2 separate regions of the Arachis hypogaea genome follow, and region 2 is linked to region 1. Evidence: chromatin contacts called from public Hi-C data. All regions are on one chromosome and are shown on one strand. Each heading gives the region's core, a stretch centred on a gene start, on an enhancer-like site or on the middle of the called end of the contact. The rest is flanking DNA. Distances are from core to core; before and after follow the strand shown.

Evidence for each region. Hi-C and Micro-C count contacts between places; a contact is called where the count stands out from the background.
Region 2: a contact with region 1 is called in a Hi-C map of an unstated tissue, with 3 times the contacts expected there. The contact joins the promoter of LOC112765807 here to the enhancer-like site in region 1. A contact is called at or near these places in 3 of 8 Hi-C or Micro-C datasets (leaf and an unstated tissue).

The regions. Positions count from the first base shown.
Region 1 is chr17:21,643,178-21,645,980 of arahy.Tifrunner.gnm2.J5K5, reverse strand. It overlaps the pseudogene LOC112762981. Among protein-coding and RNA genes, the nearest start is that of LOC140180918, 8.6 kb to the right of the region's middle. Within about 2 kb of position 1,405, at least 2 of the 3 cell types and tissues checked have open chromatin away from gene starts, as enhancers often do.
Region 2 is chr17:21,677,586-21,680,388 of arahy.Tifrunner.gnm2.J5K5, reverse strand. It overlaps LOC112765807 (U-box domain-containing protein 4), which reads right to left and starts at 1,363. Exons shown (of 4, transcript XM_025811658.3): 1 at 909-1,363; 2 at 91-371. The coding sequence starts at 366.

The DNA of each region.
Region 1 (2,803 bases), core at 156-2,655:
TAATTTTAGCAAAAGTTGTATGGTGCACCTAAAAAAGTGGATTCATGAGGAACTTAGAGACGGAGAAGAACTCATTGGAAGAGCTCCAATAATAACAAAGGCATCTGTACACAAAAAAATGAAATAAACAAAAATAAAGAAGATATACTAAAAATAAAAAAAAAGAGAATATGATAATTTTATCATTTTATATCTTATTTATTAATTTTTAAATATAATATCTATTTAATTCTTTTTAATAATTTTGATATAACTAGTCCTTTTGTTAAGAGAAATGTTACTTGTCTTTTAAATTTTTTGTCTTTAATCAATTTTTTATTTAAATAATATTATTTAATTAATTTTAAATATCTATTTTTCTAAAAAGTTACTTATTTTTAATTTTTTTCTCTTTTAAATGCTGAATTATGAATACTTTTTTAAGAATACTTAGTTACAGATTTATTAATTAGTCTTTTATGATCCTTGACACTAATTTTTTTCATTAATTTATTATCAATTTTATGGAACCAATCAACAAATTGGCTCATATGTCATATCTAAAGTTTTAAGGACCAAATAATATATATAATTGAGTGAACCGACCTCTCGCAATTATCTTGAAAGGACAACGAGATTAAAAAAAAACATTCAACCCAATTTTTGATATTTTTTTTGATTGATTAGTTCCTATGTAGAAAAAAAAACAACATTCATTTTTTTTTGGTACAGAGACTAATCAGTTCTATAAAAATAAAGCTCAAAAATCGGGTTAGATATTTTTTTTGTCGAATACTTCGTTGTCTTTTGAGATAATTATCAGGGACTGATTTAGATTTTTCTATATATAATTTTATGTAGTACAAGGGATTCATTTACATATAATGTACAATTTAGAGGTGGAAAGCGTAATTATGTAAATTATCCCATTAATATTATTTACAAAAACATCCCAAAGGGAAGGTAGAGAGAGAAAGCAAGGCAGAGAGAAGCAGCAATGGCTTACATCGCTGCTTCAACAAGAACCATCCTCTTCTTATCTCACTCAACCACCAAACTCTCCCTTTTTCCCATTCAAACCCTCTTTCTCTTTTTCTTCTTACCCTTCCCTCACTCTCCATTTCACCAGAACCAAATGCACTCTCCAACACCAACCTCAAACTCTACTTCGCCGCAACGTCATCGAAGTCCTCGAAGAGCGCGGCCTCCTCGACTCCACCACCAACGACTCCGCCCTGAGATCCGCCGCAGCACCATCGCCGTCATCCTCCGCCGACGCTGCTAATTCCCCACCTTTGAAGGTCTACTGCGGCTTCGACCCCACTGCAGAGAGCCTCCACCTCGGCAACCTCCCCAGCATCATCGTCTTCTCTTGGTTCCGCCGCTGCGGCCACCAACCCGTTGCCCTCATCGGCGGCGCCACCGCCCGCGTTGGCGACCCCTCTGGCAAGTCACTGGAGCGGCCGGAGCTCGACGTCGCCACACTCGAGAGGAACAAGGTCGGTATATCCCAAACTATAAAAAAAATTCTAGGTCACTCTCTGAATTCGAACTTGGAAGGTTCTAATGTTGTGATTTTGAATAACTATGACTGGTGGAAAGAGTTTAGTTTGTTAGAATTTTTGAAGAATGTTGGTAAGTATGCCAGGGTTGGGTCTATGATAGCTAAGGAGAGTGTTAGGAAGAGATTGGAATCTGAACAAGGAATGAGTTATACTGAACTCACCTACCAGTTGTTGCAGGGATATGATTTCTTGTACTTGTTTCAGAATGAGGGTGTGAATGTTCAGATTGGGGGGAGTGATCAGTGGGGGAATATAACTGTCGGGACTGAGTTGATTCGGAAGATCTTGCAGGTGGAGGGCGCTTACGGACTTACATTCCCTCTTTTGTTTCACGGTTCCAGATGCAGATGTTATTAGGTTTTTGAAGATTCTCATGTTTTTGGATATTGAGGAGATAGCTGCATTGGAAGGGGAGATGAAGAAACCGGGTTATGTGCCTAATACTGCTCAGCGCAAACTTGCTGAGGAAGTTACAAGGTTTGTTCACGGAAAGGAGGGTTTGACTGAGGCACTTAAGGCTACAGAAGCATTGCGGTCGGGATCTGAGACAAAGTTGGACTGGAAAACTATCGAGGGAATAGCTGAGGGTGTACCATTTTGTTCTTTGGCTTATGACAGTGTTTTGAACTTGTCATTGGTAGATCTTTCGGTCTCTTCTGGTTTGTTTGAGAGCAAATCTGCCGCGCACCGTTTGTTGAAGCAAGGGGGTCTTTACTTGAAAAATAACAGAGTGGATAGTGAAAATTAGAGGATCGAGGAAGCAGATATAGTGGATGGGAAAGTTCTCCTTTTATCTGCTGGCAAAAAGAATAAGGTGCTCGTCAGAATAGCATGACAGGGAATTCTTAGATAGCTGAATATTCTTTGATGACTATTTATAATTGCAGTTTTGTTGTCTTCTTATGATACCTTTGATTTTTGCTGCTAAAGAGTAAGTATCTTCATCGGTTTTGGCATGTGATGGATTTTCTAATATGGTTTTCTAGCATGCTGTTTTAATTTTTTTTTTCCTATTAGTGGTAAAAAAGTAAAAGCAAATAAGCAATGCAGATGTGCATTCATTTTTTGGGGTATCTAACATTGCAATTGTAAACTTTTGGGTATAGTGCCTCTTGATTTTAGAATACAACAACAGCTGCCGCGGTTAAACACTTCAGCCTTTTCTTGGCTAGAGAATATTGAAGTAAATACATTGAGTAGTTATTTTTTAGTATTTTCTTATAGTATTCAGCATAAGTTAATGAACTCAGAAGATACTT
Region 2 (2,803 bases), core at 114-2,613, 34 kb before region 1:
CCTTACCTTCCAAAATCAAAACTGAAGATCACACCTTAAAATAAAAATCTCTTCTCTATCTGTGAATTAAGGAATTTAATGAGGACTTACAAAGTAAAATTTACTGGATAGCGGATGCCAATTCTCGAAAAGCTCCCTCAACTCATCAACAGACTGACCAAGTTCCTCAAATAACTTTCTAAGCTCTTCATCAGCAGATATATCAGAATGAACAGTTGTGTCGATAATTGGCTTCAACAACTTAAGTGTCTGCTCTGCACTTTGGCAATACATTGATACAGGTTTTGAGTTCATGTTTCCAGAAAATGATGGATGCAAAAATGAGGATATGCCATTGGAGAGCACATTTAACAAAGATATGTCCATAGTACCTGTATTAAGAAACAAAAAATAAAACACTCAGCATCAGTTTTGAAATATGTGTAACAAAAAAAATTAACATTTTCTGGAGGGAAATTTATCATTTTGTTTCTACTCCAAGAAAATACATAAAACCATCACAACATATTTTTCTTCAACATGTGCTATTGCTACTTTCTCCTCCTTGATTATCCAGACTTGAAACCAGCTACGTAATCATTGGCAACCAAGCATAACATAAATTAAGCTGAACTCAACTCAACACAACTCAACAAAGAGTAAAAACAGATTCAACTATGTTTATCATATCAAACTAGACCTTAACAGCTAATTGAAAAAGGAAAATTGTCAAGCTTTCATTTTCATTGAGAATCAAGAAACGGAAAACACGACAATACACCAAGCAAGATCATCAAAGGGACACACAACCAATCAAACAACACCAATACATACAACTGAATAAAGTAGCAAAATTAGAAAAACTTCAAACAACTTCCAAATGATTTAAACAACATTGGGAAGTATAACAGAAATAACATGCGGATTACCGGAAATATTTGATGAAGCAAAGAAAGAAGCGTTGAAAACACCGCAGACACCGGCGGAAGAGGCTTTTGTTTCAGCTGGAAATGAAAGGGACGCGGTAGGGAACAAGAAGAAGAAGATGATGAGAATCGGAGAGTTATGTTGGGACCTTTCAATCCTTTGACGTTGACTTCTAAAATGGCTTCTACATTTCTATGTACGCGAAATATCAATATGAAATTGTTCTTATATAGCGTTGAACTTTTCTAAAACTTTGATTTTCTTTTATTTTCTGACATTTGTGTCTGTGACTATTGACTATTGGGTTTGACTATCATTTTAGTAAGCTTTGAACAAGTAGCGCATAGATATTACTTCTCCGCGTTACTTGTGTACGAAATTTTGTCGCAACTGATTCGAACCCAATTTGATTTTTTTTTTCTTAGAAGAAATAGCAACTCCGTTCAAAGACAAAACTAACTCAAAAAATTGTATCTGAATTATTTTATTAATTAAAAATATGATAAAAATATAAATTTATAAATTGAGATGTTTTACCTAATTACGTTAATAAAAATTTAGGTATTTTTTAATTTTGATATTGGATTTATAGTAGTATTTTCCAATAATACGTGAAATTTGATATATTTTTTCATATGAAGATCACAAATTTGACTCTTCAATTTAAAAAGTTTAACTTTTTAAAATTTTTAAAACACAAAATTACTTTTTCAATTTGTAATTTTAATATTTTAAAATTTTAAAAATACAAAACCGACCTTTTAATTTGTAAACTTATATAAATCTGACCATCTAATTTGTAAACTCTCAAAAAGAGAAAAAACACGTTTAAGCAAATCCGTTTGGCAAATTCGTTTGAAGAGAAAAAATTTTAATTTTTTGTTTGACTAACTTTTGATTTGGCAAACGTAGAAGTGATTTTGTAGTCAAAACCACGTTTACCAGAAGCAACAATTTCTAACTTCTGCGTTTTACTAACGAGCTTTTAGCCATTTATACTAAACATATATTTTTTTTTTACCAATTTTAATCTTTAGACATGTTATTGTATTATTTATGGAATTCTTATTATTTCTCTCTATATGAGCTCTCTTTTTCTATTATTTATTATTTTTATTTTTTTGTTAAATTTTTATTTGACATTATACACTCTTATAATTATAACTTTTGTAATTATATTTATTATTATCTTTTCATAATATAATTTATTGATCCTATTAGGTAAAGTAAATTAAACAAAAAATTAACCATAAATAATAATAATAGTAAAAAACTATAGGTACTAAAAAAGAGTACTAAAAGAACTAAAAATATACTATATAAAATATATTATAAGAACTTTTAGATTTGTTTCATTTCTACTAAGATAAATATTTAATTTTATTATTTTTAGTATTTTTTTATAATTATAATTCTAGTATATACAATTTTTTATTGTAATTTTTTATAATATAAATTATGATATATTAAAAAAAGACAAATTAAATAAAAAATTAATCATAGGTATTAATAAAATCACGTTGGATTCCAAAATAATATTAAGAATAAGATTATTGAAAATATTAAAAAAATACGATGTAAAAAAAAAATACTAAATTAACATTTTTACGTTAATATTTAAAATTTAAAAAAATGTAACATATTTGATTAAATACTCTTATATATATAATTTATATTTTTTATTTTTAATATAAAATATATTTTGCTAATTTTTATATGTTATTTTTATTTTAATAAATAAATATTAATTTTATTATAAAATTAATTAATAAGAATATTCAAATATCTAAATTAAAATAACTGGATAATATAAAAAAATTATTTAAGTTGATATCTATTTTAGTAATTTTTCATCTAGAAGTGATTTTGAATAGTGTAATCCAAACAATATTTATTT